Regions from separate parts of the Sus scrofa genome. Here region 1 is linked to region 2. A link is a contact called in public HiChIP or PLAC-seq data. All regions are on one chromosome and are shown on one strand. Each heading gives the region's core, a stretch centred on a gene start, on an enhancer-like site or on the middle of the called end of the contact. The rest is flanking DNA. Distances are from core to core; before and after follow the strand shown.

Evidence for each region. HiChIP or PLAC-seq counts read pairs in DNA pulled down with a chosen protein or histone mark.
Region 1: an H3K27ac HiChIP or PLAC-seq map of skeletal muscle shows a contact between it and region 2. The contact joins two enhancer-like sites. A contact is called at or near these places in 3 of 5 promoter capture datasets (fetal skeletal muscle, liver and skeletal muscle), 18 of 47 Hi-C or Micro-C datasets (adipocytes, adipose tissue, alveolar macrophages and 9 more) and 1 of 2 datasets of contacts at active chromatin or transcription factors (skeletal muscle).

What each region holds. Positions count from the first base shown.
Region 1 is chr2:90,347,528-90,354,847 of Sscrofa11.1, forward strand. LOC110259415 (a long non-coding RNA gene) reads left to right here. Exons shown (of 3, transcript XR_002341792.1): 3 at 3,419-4,026. Among named protein-coding and RNA genes, the nearest start is that of ATG10, 86 kb to the right of the region's middle. Within about 2 kb of position 4,309, at least 71 of the 83 cell types and tissues checked have an H3K27ac peak or open chromatin away from gene starts, as enhancers often do. A contact at or near this core is called in adipose tissue, fetal liver, fetal skeletal muscle and 6 more, where this site is marked.
Region 2 is chr2:90,288,328-90,295,550 of Sscrofa11.1, forward strand. It overlaps LOC110259414 (a long non-coding RNA gene), which reads right to left. Exons shown (of 2, transcript XR_002341790.1): 2 at 4,682-4,815. Among named protein-coding and RNA genes, the nearest start is that of SSBP2, 29 kb to the left of the region's middle. Within about 2 kb of position 4,839, at least 36 of the 83 cell types and tissues checked have an H3K27ac peak or open chromatin away from gene starts, as enhancers often do. A contact at or near this core is called in adipose tissue, fetal liver, fetal skeletal muscle and 6 more, where this site is marked.

The sequences.
Region 1 (7,320 bases), core at 3,059-5,558, 59 kb after region 2:
GAGTTGTTGATTTTGTTCTTTTGATAAACAAAAGATTCACTTTTAAGAGGAAGGCGAAAGTTAAAATCTGTTTGGCTGTGACCATGGGTTTTCAACTGTTCTCTACTTTGCTGCCAACTTCTCTGAACTGAAATGGGGAGAGCTCACCCTCAAATGATACAACCTTATTCTGCAAATCACCAACGGGTCCACAGTAGACATTAAAGCTTCGCAGGCCCAGAAATCACAAGAGTATTCTTTTTCTATTTGCCAAGATAAAATCCCAACTTTTGGATTGGGACCATACTGTAAAATGTAAATAACATTTTAATGAGTCCTGTAGAGGAAGAGTGTGCTGGGCTAGTCGCCCACCACTGAAGGGCTGGATTTAGTGTACCTTGGGTCATAATGAAACTAGTTTGGTGGTCTTCGCCTCCTCAGTTGACATTTTCCCACATTAGAAAACCAGTACAAGAGTTCATGCAATTCCCTGCAAAGGACAATTGCAGTTCGGCCCAAAACCAGAACTGGAGTGTGGATGGGATAACTGGAAGAGAAGCTAGAGGAATCAACATGGAGACTTTTCATCCTAAATTAAACTCTTGCCTAAATTTAGAATGAAAAAGGAAGGGGGAAAATAACTGCTTGTGTACTTTTATTTCTGTCCATATTCTGTAATCTCAAATACTATGTAAAGACATCTCCTTCACTGTTCCACTTCCTTCACTGTTCATGTTCTTGACTCTCTCTATACCAGCAACTCCAGCTCCTGGGGCTACAGAGGAAATGACTGCATCTCAACTAGATTGCATGTCAAGTGTACTTGTGTCTTACCTAACTCTCCCTGATTCCAAATTTCTCTTCTCTAACCAGCTATGCCTCACCTGTCCCTTAATCCAGGCACAGTCCCAGTTCCTGCAGGGGGTCCTCTGTCGTGACAAGAACATACGTTCATATATCTTCTTTTTTGTACCTAGCTATGTGGAACAGTTAAGACCTAATCATATACATCTGAATTTCCTATTACTATTCTATTTGATTGATTTAAATGTAAGTGAACATTTAAAAGGTAGAGAGAAAAAACCCTTCAAACATGAGCTGCTTCCTTCCTGACCTCACCAACCCTCAACAGAGATGATACTTTAGGTCCTTTTTTCCTTTGGAAAAAGACACTAGCTCTGAATCCTTTCATAATTCTACCTGATTTAAATTTGACTTTTATCCTGCATGATAAATTAAGATTCTGTATCTTTTCCCCCTTGCTTTTTGGAGCAATTTGTCTAACCCAACACCTGCATAAGTAGATCACATCCTCTAAGTGACAGGAAGGCACTGGGAAGGGTAGCATTAGTTCCAAGAAGAGCTCCCCTACCAGGGGGCATCCTGACCTGGATGGTGCTTGCAGGCTTCAGGAGTGGGTGCATTTAGAGGCCCACTCACTGTAGGAAGGTCATCTGATGCCTCTGCTTGCATGTAGAGTTGCCTGGACAGCCACTACAGGTCTTCTCTTACAGTATTCCCAAGCCGCCAAAATCCCCTTGGAAAAGAAAAAAAAAAAAAATTCTACTTAGAGTAAGGAAGCATTGTCCCCGGGAAGATCCCAGGTAGCCAGGAGAAGAAGAAATCCAAAGGTTGGTCCCAGCACAGTGCTTCCCTGTAGCAGGAAAATGTGCCTTTCCTGGAGCCTGGCCGACTTTGCCCTAAGGTTGCATTTCCACACAAAGAAGCCTTTAAGGGTGCTGTTGCAGGCCTCCACACTGGAGGTTTATGTCTGTCAATCTTAGAAAAAAGGGAGGCTGTAATAAAACTGCAGGAGCCAGTAGTAGGAAATTACAACTCCAGAATCAGCGAAGGCCTGCCTCACAGCCCTGCTCAATGCTGAGCACTGGCCACTCTAAGGACTGAGAACAATAAATCGGAAGGAATTTAAGTCAATTGGCGGCTGGATTGCATTAGCAGGACTCAGAGAAGGGGGCACTTGCTGAGGGTGGTGCACGGATTCTTGGCCATTGCCATTATGCCAGCCCAGCTGGGCCACCCCGAGTCTGAGAGAATGAGAAAAGTTCACCCAAGTCAAACAAGTTGAGGAGGCCTGCAGACACCCAAGTTGGAGGCCGGTGTGTGTGGCAGCCAGTGCAACTTCCAGTGTAATTCAGAGGATTTATAGTTAATAAGAATAAATGCTAATCAAGGTCTCAGTGAGTGACCATGATAGGCAAAAAAACAGGAAATACCTCAGAAGGTGGACCGGAACACCTGCAAAAAGACACAAGGGAAAACAAAGGTAACTGGGAGCTAGGCAGAGAGAGGTGGGAAAGCCACGGAGTTGTGGGGTGGGGGCGGCTGGAGTCAGGGAACAAGTGGTTAATGGAGCTGAGAATAGAGAGAGCATCACTGCCACCTGTCCAGCAGCTCTGCAGCCCTCATTTTGGCAGTGTGGCCCCCGATGCCTGCGCAGAAGGTTGGTTGGACCCAGCTTGAGCGCTTCCTAAAATATCCTTGGGTCTGATGCAATATCACTTTGTGATGGCACTGCATTGCGATGTGGTGACAGGATAACCTGGTGGTGGAGTGGGAAGGCCTTTTATGTCTTCATATGACTGTGCCTGAAAGAGGCCAAGTGAGCAGAGCGTTCCCAAAGGAGAAGAGGTCAGGTGGAAGAGTGCTTAAGCTCTCTGATGTGGAAGGAAGGAACAGAGTTCCCAACTGCCCACTCCCACTGCAGAGACTGGCCACTGGCAGAGGGCTCAGTCAGGGGATGGAGACTCAGGCAGACAACAGGGCACCCTAAAAAGCACAGTCAGCAGAGGAAGGGCTGTGCTAAAACCAACCTGCACCCCAAGAAAGCAGAAAAAACAAGGTAGCTTTCCCCTGAGTATGCCCTCAGGGCAAAGGAGTTGGTTTGGGGAACTGGAGAGGAGACAGGCTTAATCTGGAGAAAACCACCCAGAGCTACCAGGAGCTGGCAGCAAGGTTCCGGTTGGCCTAGGTCTCCAAATAAAAACAATTTGCCTAGGTCTAGGAAAGCCCTTATTCTGCATAATGACATGGAATTTGAAATGTGAATCAAACCTTGCAAAGGAATGCAACTCTTTTTTTCCCACTCCCCAAGGCCATTCTACCATTCTTAGAGGGGGACAGGTGGGTCAGAGGAAGGTTTAAAATTTTTGCCCCTTTACTAAAATTTGAAAAGTGTCAACCACCTCTCCTGCCATCCCTGCCCCCAATGCTCAAAGTGTTCAAAACTAAAAGATGCAGCATCTTTTCAGCGAGTAATCAGCACAAGTTGAAAGGCACATGCTGTTGCATTTCTGATCAGATTGTATGTTAAGCAGGAAAATATCCCCCCCTCTTTCCCCCACTTTTTTTTTTTTTTTTGGCTAAATGCTTGTCTGTTTAAAGAAGCCACTAGGCAGTGCCTCTCACTTTGTCTTGGCAGGGCACAACCATCAGACGAAGTGGGAGGAAGAAACATTAACTTCAACAGCTGTTTCTTGACCCCGGCTGTCAGTCTTCCCAAGAATAAATTTTGGAGAGTCCTATTTGAAACAAAGAGGGAGTTTTGGGGGAGAGAAAAGTTGGTTGGTTCCAGGGCGACCGCCCAAAGGAGCTGGGAACAAGATGTTGGCAGTTACCACGCAGCCTGCCTGCCTCTGCCGGGTGCAGAGATGGAGCAAAGTAACTTGAAAGCTCCCCTCTCGGCGCCCTGTGCCTGCAGCTTCCCCCCCTAACGCGCGCCCAGATCCAGCGCCGGTGGTAAGAGCCGTAGCTCGACTACAGTAATTCCCCAGCTCGGGCGGCTTGAAACTGCTCGGGCTGAATAGCATTTGCTGTTCCGTCCTGTGGCCGCCTCCCGCCGCCGCTGCCGCGCTCCCTGCAAAGCAGCTCTCATTATCCCGGAAGTTGTGCTGACACAGTCTCGCTGCCACCAGAAGTTTGTCAACATCAAACTTCTCCTGTGTGGGGTACGTTCACCTTCCACGAGTATTTAATCGAGCCAACAAGCAAACAAACAAACCCAAATAAACCTGCCCGTGATGTCATGGTCTTTTTTTTTTTTTTTTTTTTTTGCTTTTGCTTTCCTGGAAGGCTGGGGCTGTTAGGAATTTGCTGGTGGGCGCTCAGAGCGCCGGTAGGTTTCTGGGGAAGATAAGGGACAGCCCCCGGATGGGAAGCGGGGAAGGGACCGAGGAGGGCGTGGGGGATGTTGGTGTTAGGGGAAGGGGGCTGGGAGCCCGGGCCAGGGTCAGCGAATTTGTCCTGCAGCCTCTTGCCCACCGCTGGGTTGGAGGATGCACGGACCGGGGCGAAGGTTGTTTCTTTGCGGGCCCACCCCTCAGCAAAGATTACTTGGACGCCGTGGCTGGGCACTTAACGGCGGGAGGGGGGCGGGGGCTGTCTACACTCCCTCTGCGTTGTGAACTCCTGCTGGACAGTTCTACAAACACCTCTCGGGGGCTATCGGAATAAAGGGCATTAGGGTCATAAAATGTATTTGGAGGCTTCGACTGCAACATAAAAGAAATTCCTGCGATATGAGGGCAGGGGCGCACCACCTTTTCTGTCTCTGATGAGTCTGTTCAGATACCTTGATAAAACCATTTCGTCTAAACCGACTCCTTTCCCTGAGCCAAGTCTGCAGGTTCAGAGTTGCTGCTACCCAGCTTGGGTGTTTGTGGTTTCCAGTCGCTTCCCTGCTGAGATACTCTGGCTCTGCGGGGGGGCGGGGGAGGAGGGCGGAGGGAGGAGGAGGAAGAGGAGGATTCTGATTAACCCTTTCCATTCCGTAGTTTTATCTGGGCACCTTTAATCCTTCTCAAACTGGAGAGGACAAGGCCTGACTTGCTGAGTTGTGACGTAGGCATTCAGGATTTGGTGGCATTTGAGGGCCACAGGTTTTTGTGGAGGAGTTGGAACTCAGACGCTGATACTAACTTTTCTCTCTTGTTTGGGAGGCCACTTACTGCATTCAGACCCTGGAGATCAGAGAGAGAGGGTTGCAAGTATCCCCTGTGTAATGTCTGGTCAGATTTGGGCAGCTGAAAGGGTTCAGTGTCCCTAAAATGGGCAGCCCCAAATCTCTCTTGGACTGGAAATCCACTTGTGGATGCAGCAAATTTTTTTTCTATATTCTTCAAAAATAAGTTATAGAGTAAATAACTATCTCTGCAGAGAATATTGCCCATTATCCCACTATGTTATGGTGGGGAGGCTGATTTAATCCTTTTAGGGAGCCAGGTACAGGATTTACTCTTCTTGTTGGTAGGCTGTTATTAACTGTTTTTAGAAAAATTATAACTACAGTCATGAATCTTTGGTAACAAAAAGCAAGACACTTTCTCCTATTTTTCAAACTACCATAAACAGGAAAATTGTGCTAGTCCCAAGGGGCTAGCCTATCTTAAACACAAAATAAAACACAAAGCTAAAAATAAAATCTAAAGAAAATGTAACTGAGGTGTTTCTCTGGCACTGTAAGTTACTTTTGACAAATGCAAATCAAACGGATTCAAATATAGTTTAGAGCAGGCAGTCCTAAAAATAAATAAATAAATAAATAAATAAATAAATAAAAACACACAAAGAAGTGTGCTTTCCTGAAAGTTTAGTCATTCTCTACAGTGAATTTTCCTGTTGGCCATGCCTCAAAAATCTCCCTGAATTATTCAGACTTCTTTTCTTTGGGTGGTACTTTCATTTTTATTTATTTATTTTCTTATAACCCACAAAATACTACTCAACATTATTGTACCTCAGTGTGGACATGAATCAAGAAGGACATGTGGAGGATTCCATTTCCAACTCCACGTGCATGAATTTTTTGCCCTGGTTGTTAATCTGTCATGGTGTAAAAAGCCTGATTTACAAAGGCTGGTGGACTTTTGCAGAGCAAGGTTTTGTATGGTTTCTATGGCTGGGCTTATATACAAATAAAACTATTTTGCATTTCTGTCCACAATTTCCTAGTTGCACAAGGATAATTTTCAGTTTGCAGTTTCTAGTCCCTGAATGGGAGCGGCAAGCATGAGGAAACAATTTCTTTTTACAGTGATGTGAGCTCTATGCTCATCTGGATTTAGTTACTTCATAAGGTAAATATCACTAAATGTGTGCTGGACTCTTTGGGGATCTAAGGTAGTGGACGGGTGAAAATAGTCTACAGCGAAATGCTAAAGAATGTCAAACAACAGAATTCGTTTGCAGAGCTAATTGGGTCAACTATGGTACTCTTTAAAGTGGAAATTAATTCCAACATTTAAAAAAAGTATTTTCAGCTTACTTTTGGTTACATTTAGGTTATTTTAGTCACTATGATTTTTAGAATTTTACCCCAGGAATTCAATTAAAACAGGACCTTCTGAAAAATATACACCCTCCAATGAACAATGTCTGCTAGAGAAAATGTAGGTTTTAAATTTCATGCTAATTACATTTTTAAATAATGAAGTTCTTGGAATTATTTTTTATTTAAAAGCAAAATATCTGATAATGGCCAAAGCTAACCAAACTGCTTTAAAAATTAATGAATATTAATGAAGTTCATGAATAGCACAATACTGCCCCTGCCCGCCTCAGGAAAACAAATGTATTGACTTCATTCTCCTAAAATAACAACCCTTAGTTATTGATGGTTAAAATAATTTTATTGCTAAAAAGATTGTACATAATGCAATTTTTGCAATTCATAAGATTTGGCCCTGTTTTCTGGACTTTACTGGATCTCCTCGCCCAAACTAAGCATGTTTCTTTTTACATATGTGAATGTTATTTCTTTTTATTAATTTGCCACCTCAAGACATTTTGTTTTCATTTTTCTAAGTTTCCCTCCTCTGTCATTTTAGCGGCTCACATGAATGACTCAGGATTTTAGGCCTTCATTTATATTTGGTATATGGATAATGGCATCATTAGTCAGAGTCTCCATTCATCTAAATTTGTCTAAGCATATTGGAAGCTGCCCATGAAATTTTCCAATGAGAGTGACAAATGGATGTCAATCAAGTGGCCCCACCCATTTCAACCTTATTTTGTGTGATGTGTAAATGTTTGCATATATCTCTCCTATGAAAATAGGCTATTTTTTGATCTGGACATCTGCCTGCAAAGGTAGGTTTCCCAGGCAGGTTGGCATTAAACTAAATTGGCAAAACTTAACACCAAATGAATGACAAAAGAAGAGAAATAGTGTATAAAATTAATTAATGGCAAAATCCATTCCCTTAAGATAAATAATTTTTGATGCTCTAAATTTCAAGATTCTACAGTTTTACTTCAAATGAATTTCTAATGAGAAAGGTAAAATCATTTCAAGTAAGCCAGCAAATTTGGGTCAAAATGAAA
Region 2 (7,223 bases), core at 3,589-6,088:
CCAACTCAGAAAGGGTTCTGCCATTGCCAGAACACTTCTTTGGGCTTATGGAATGCAGAATTAGAAGAAAGAAGGTGGCAGAGGAGGAGAAAAAAAAAAAAAAAGTACACATCCTGTGGCAAAGAAAAAAAATTTACGGGTTTAGAGAAGGGAAGCTTTACAATGAAGACAACAGAAGAGCAAAAGGAGATTGAAACCAAATACTTCTGTGGACTATGTATTGACAGCATGACATTTGAGAGAGGCAAGTATTTAAATTATTTTGAGACTACCTTTTTGTTGCTGGGCCATGTTTCTTGGATAACGTGATGACCCTGAGATTGGACCTCCTGAATTTTAGCCTCAGTAGAATCACTTTGAGAATGTAATGTAGATATTAATGAATATTAATACAAGCAAACTGCTGCTGCTCAGTTCTCCTACTGCCAGAGCCCACCTGATTTCTGATGCTCAAAAAGGAGAACCCCGTCAGCATTGGCACAGGACTCCCTGAACAACTCTAGCCTCCTGCCGTTGCTAAGGCTTCTCCATCCTAACCCAATAGCTCCATCAAAGGGCTTTAAAGACCCAAGGTTTACATAGGGAACAAATGGGTGGGGACAGTGCACCCTTAAAAGGGCTTAGAAATCTGCACAGGTCAGAGGGCTAAAAGCCATTATGGGCTAAGTCAGGTTTTCTTTTGTTTTGTGGGTCTGAATTGGTGACCTATCATTTGAACATAATTTTTTTTTTTCTTTTTGCCTTTTCTAGGGCCCTACCCATGGCATATGTAGGTTCCCAGACTAGGAAACTAGCTGGAGCTGGAGCCGCCAGCCTACACCAGAGCCACAGCAACGCGGGATCCAAGCCACATCTATGACCAACACCACAGCTCACGGCAACACTGGATCCTTAACCCACTGAGCAAGGCCAGGGATCGAACCCGCAACCTCATTGTTCCTAGTTGGATTTGTTAACCACTGAGCCACGATGGGAACTCCTTGAACATAATTTTTATGGGAAAAAAATGTGTTCTGGTTTCCAAACAATGAATATATATAGAGATTTTAGAAACACAACTCAATATAAGATTCCCTTTTAATACTTCTTGGGCTATATTGGTGATAGATTTAATTTTTTATTTTTAAAAGACAGACTCATATTTATATTTTTAGAATATGTATATGTAGATATGCATAAAACAAGACTATTGGCTATTCACCAAGGTGCTAATAATAATAATCGATACTTTTTTCTCTATATATACTTCAAAATGAGAAAACAATGAACATTTTTCATTTTTTAACAAAGCAAGTAAGACTGAAATGTGAAATTTATAACATTCAAAACACTGTAAATATTTTGGGATAATTTAATAACAGAATTTTAAGACTTCTATGCTGAAAAAATATACGGTATTGCTGAGATATTCAGAAAAAACACCTAAGTGGAGATAACATGTTCATGGATTGATAGACTCAACATTGTCGAAATGTCAATTCTCTCCAAAGTGATCTATAAATTCAATGCTATCCAAATCAAAATCCCAAAAGTATTTTTTTAGAAACTGATTTAGAAGAAAAAAGAAAAAACAAAGGTCCTAGAATAGCAAAAGCTATTTTTTTAAAAAACGAACAAAGTTGGAAGACTTAATCCTTAACCTACTTGATTTCAAAACATATCACAAAGCCATAAAAATCAAAATGAAGTAGTACTGATTAAAAGATAGGCAGATAATTCAATGGAGCATAATAGACAAGTCTGGAAATAGACCCTCACTTATAGGGTCAAGAGACTCTAGACAAAGATGACAAGGAAGTTCAGTGGGGTTGAAAGGATGGTTTTATTCAGTAAAGGTTCTGCGACAACTGGGTAACACTATGTGCAAAAAAAGTGAAATTTAACTCACATAATACACAAAAAATTAGTTTGAGATGCATCATAGACTTACATAGAAAGTTAAAACCAGAAAGCATTTTAGAGGACCCATAGGGGAAAATCTTCATGATGAAGGGTAGGCAAAGATTTCTTAGACTAGATAGAGAAAGTACTAATCATAAAAGGGAAATATTGGTAAATTGGACTTTATTAAAGTCCAAATATCTCTGCCGATCAAAAGACACTATTAAGAAAATAAGTAGGCAGTCTGAAGAGTGGGAGAAAATATTCATAACACATATATTTGCCAAAACATTTATATCCAAAGTATATAATGCTCATCTACAACTTAATGATAAAAAAACAAACACACTTTAAAAATGGGCAAAAGGCTTGGAAATGTCACAAAGGATGACATAAATAGCCAGTAAGTATGTTAAAATACATTCACTGTCATTAATCACCAGAGAAATGCTAATTAAAATCACTGGTATACCACCATGCATCCACCAAAATGACTTAAAATCTAAGATTGACTACATCTAGTATTAGCAAGGGTGTTAAGCTGCAAGAATTCTCATAATTGCTGGTGAATGTATAGACTGGTAAAACCACTCTGAAAAATTGTGTTATTTCTTGAAAAGTTAAGTATATATCTACTCTATGACCCAGCAATTCTACTTCTAAGTGTTTATACAAGAGAGTTAAAAAAAAATGTATTCACAAAAACTTGTGCTATATTCATAGCAGCTTTGTTCATCACAGCCAAAAAAACTAGAAACAACCTAGTTAGGAGTCTCTTCCTTGTCAGACGCCTAGCTACCTGTCCACTGTTGTCTTACATGAATCACCTTTCCCTCCCCACCCTTTCACTTATACTCTCAGAACACAATACTCTCTCTCATGCTCATGCCTCTGAAAAGTACAATTCCATCTGCCCAGAATTCCCTCTCCCTCTACTCCTGTTCTCCTGGTCCATCCTCCCAGGATCAACCTGCATTCTCTGAGGTGCCTGCCTTCACTCCTCTTTGTGATCTTAGGCTTGCTTTCCCCTAGGATCCTGGGATGATCATGCTGCATAATCTTTTATGTTCATGTTCATCCTCCCTGCTAGCTCGTAAACTTCTATCTCATATCTCATTTGCACCAAGCATTACATCTAGCACACAGTAGATGTTAAAATTTAAGTATATGCCAAAATCTAACATGCTGTATCTAATACTGAAATACATGTTCTCATTTACCTTTATTTCTAAACACAGATAAACATAATAATAATGCTACCAATTCCATGGCATGACCCTCCACACTCTAAGCAGTGCTGGAAGGAAAGGCGAATAAATATACTGTGGTGCTATTGGTCAATGTTTGTGCTGTGCCAATTACCACATGTCCTCTGAATTTTACCAGGGCTCTCAGCCTTTCAGTTTTTTAATGATTTACATAGTAGTGGAGAAATCTTAAGCAGATAATCCTGTGAAAGTGTGCTTTTTGTTTTATAGTGGGCCTAGCATGTAGGGTTTTTTTTGTTTGTTTGTTTGTTTTGTTTTTGTCTTTTCTAGGGGCCGTACCTGCGCCATATGGAGGTTCCCAGGCTAGGGGTCTAATGCGAGCTGTAGCCACTGGCCTATGCCAGAGCCACAGCAACGCGGGATCAGAAGCCGTGTCTGCAACCTACACCACAGCTCATGGCAACGCCGGATCGTTAACCACTGAGCAAGGGCAGGGACCGAACCCGCAACCTCATGGTTCCTAGTCGGATTCGTTAACCACTGCACCACGACGGGAACTCCCTGACAAATGTTTTTTAGGAGATGAAAACAAATACACTTACCTAAAGACCTTCCTGAGTAGAGGTTTTCCATATGCAAACTACTCTAGCCAAATTACTCCTCTTCTGGTTCCTTACAACTCCTGTAATTTTTGTATGCGTTAATCAAATAAATGAGAGGAAAAAAGTAAGTGTTTTGGAAGTAATGACACTGTCTATAATGAATGCTACTTAGGTTCTCTAAATTCCTTATTTCCGTGATAGAAATTTACTAATTCAAATGTCAACGCATGCTGTATAACACCTAACCCAGCTGGTGACAATATCTGGAAAAGAATCCCAGACATCTAATAAGAGATAACACTGCAATATTATTTGCAAAAACAAAATGTATTTCATAGGTTGACAGAAGTCATATTTCCTATTGAAGTAATTATTTATAAAAATCGTTTTTATTATTAACTATCCAATGCTGTTTCATGTTAGCTTACTTATTGAAATGAACTGTTCCAACGTGAGCCCATAGCTAATAAGGCTTCGGAAGTGTGGAAAATTTACTGGAACTCCAAAAGAACTGTCCTGAATCTAGGAGAAATTGATTTTGGTTCTTTCTAGCTCTCTGCCCCTCATTTGTATGTGACCTTGGGGAAGCTCTTAGATCTTTTTGAATCTCCCAATCCTTGTCTCTGGTTGGACTAGAAAGCCTTAGCTTATTTATAGCCTCAAGATTCTATGATGTCATGGTTCCTTCTCTATGCGTGTTCTCTTGAGAACCAAGCAGGATCAATAGTTTTCAGAAGAACAGAAGTACAGAAAAAAATGTGTTGTACTGCCCTAGCTCTACCCCTCCCAGGTTATGACTCCTTCTGTTACTTTTGACTGGGTCCTACCTTCCGTTTTTGGTCCAGTAACAGGGCTGCCATTTGGGAATGGATTCTCAGGCTCTAGTTGCTCCCCAGAAAAGCCTCAGCAAGTCATTTTACCCTTTGCCTCTCACTCTACATGGGTCTTTTCGAGAATATCTTAATGAAATATTTCCTCATCCCTGCGGACAAAGAGATTTTTATTGTGGGGGTGTCCCATTATTTTCCATCTCAGGGACTCCTCCTTCATTGTTTCCTTTTCTCTTCTGCTTCTCTTTCATGGCTGCGCGTTTCTTCTTCCAGTGTTGCGGGCTAGGTCAGCAGCTGCAGGAGAACTTGATTAGTGCCTTGCCTCAGTGCAGATGCATTTCCCTGACAGCATCGATCCTGGGTGCTTTCGCTTTGCAGGCAGCTCCACAGAGGAGGAGCTTGTACTGCAAAGGAGGTGGACTGTTGTCTGTTCAAGGTGAGTTTGGGGCAGGCTACTAATTCATTCCTCTTTGCTCAGCTGTTAATTTTGCTTAAATAGGAACTGCTTGCAAATTTTTATTTAAAATCCACTGCCTGACTGAGACCTTCTGATGGCAAGATTCAAAGACAATTTTTATTGCTAAGTTATTAGTCCTTTGAAAGAAGGAAAATTTGATGTTTAATATTTAAACAGTCTCTATTTTGCTGAATTCTTTGATATCTGAGTGCTAACTGTGTAACCATTTAAGGTCCATTTCTAGAGACTTTTCCAGACATTTAAAGTACTACAGGAATTTATTTGTAATACTCTTGCATGAAAAACTGCCATTCATTTCTTGCCATGGTGTCATTGCCAGAGATATGTCCATTAGGAATGAGATTTAAAAATATCTTATATTTTTATGCATTTCAATTTGTCCACTATACTGGACTTTTTTTTTCTTGAGGACAGGAATAAATTGCTTTCGTCTTTAAAATATAATCACTTTTTCAAATTTTGGAAAAAATAACAGAATTTAGCACAGGGAAACTGTATTATCTCTGGGAAAAGAGGATAACTGCAAGCATTTTTATTAAATTTTTTTTCTTGATTTTTGGTTTGAGGTTCAGGAGTCATTGAAAAAAATACTGGCACAAATTGCCAGGGACTAGATCTGACTAAAGGTTCATTTGTTCATGAATTTTTAGGACATTTCCACCTTTATGGAGCCTGTGCCTCCCTTAACCAAAATGTTCCAGCTCCACACCAACTGTCCATATTTCAAAGGCATAGTCTATTACTTGCACAAAATTGAACTACAATTACTCAACAGCCCAAAACAATCTATTCAACATATTTTTTTCCTTGGTATCCATAATTCCTACAAGTATGTACCATACCAATATAAGAAAATTATTTACATGCTTCCAATGGAGTGCAGAATTAACTGTTAGGTGCAACACAAAGATGTGGTTCCATGAAAGGAAGCTAAAACCCATTGTGGTTTCAAATTAGCAAATTCATTCATGAGTGCTAATTGTGAATTAAACTGTAGGTGTACAACCACCACAAAGCAACTTTCTTCCATAAACTGTGTCCAATTCCATGGACAAAAGGCAGCTTAATATGGCGGAAAGACCTAGGGGCTTTGGTATCTAGTCCCAGGTCCTCCATTTACTTTGCCAGATGACCTTCACCAAGCCAGGTGGTCATAGTTTCCTTAAGTGTAAGGTGGGAACAGATAATTCCAGATCAAAGGAGACTATATGAAAATATTCCCCAAACTTTGTGAATGTGACTTTTTTTCACATACTTTTTATTTAAGGTTGGAGGTGTATTTGGAATGCTTGCTTCACTCAGAGCCCTTTTCTCTAGGAATTGCCCATACTGGTAACCCTTCCTAAGGAGGTAGGCATAAAAATCATGTTTGTATCTCCCTCCCTGGTACCACCAGTGGACACTGGATCAAGGACACAAATGGCAGTTAGGAATCAGTGCTGTCAAAATTAAAGAGACCCAAGAATGTCCTTCGATGGTAATCTGGGGATCATGAGAAATTGGGATCTATGATGGCTATTTTCAACCATAAGCATACTGATGACGGGTAGAGAATGCTGGAGAATGGAGCAGATGTGCAGAGAGAAGCAAAACCAGTAAATCATGTGGTCACGGTGGAGACAGAGGAAGTACCTTGGTTCTAGGTCTCATTCTTAAACCAATGCATGGTCTGAACATTGATTTTTCCCCCCCTCTAGGATCACCAGAAGATGGCCCATTTTAACCTCATAATAAACTTCTCTTGAGTGTCTTTCTCTTCCTGGCAATGAGTAGAGCTTTGGCTAAGACATTAATACCACAATTGAAAAGGTCATTACCAAAAACACTTTATATTGTACCAAAAGCAAAAGTCTCCAACTGTCTTTTTTAGCTACCAAGATGAAACTCTTTCTAGACATGTTTGTCCAACTATAAAATGCAGACTGTTGCATAGAAGATTCAAGAACAGGTTAAATTTGCAGCATGTGGATTTACTAACTAGATTTGAAAATGTAATCCAAACAATATGAGGTGTTACCTTCCAAATGAAACTCTCCCTCTTGTCTTTCCTATATGAAACTTCAGAATCCATAGAAGGTACCACAGTATAATAAAAATAATATAAATTTTAGAATTAGATTCAGAAGTTCTGATTCCTCTAACTATGAGCTCTGTAAATTTGGTCAAGTTATTTAAGCTCTCTTAGCTTCGGTTTCCTCATCTATACAATATTTCCCTTTCAGTT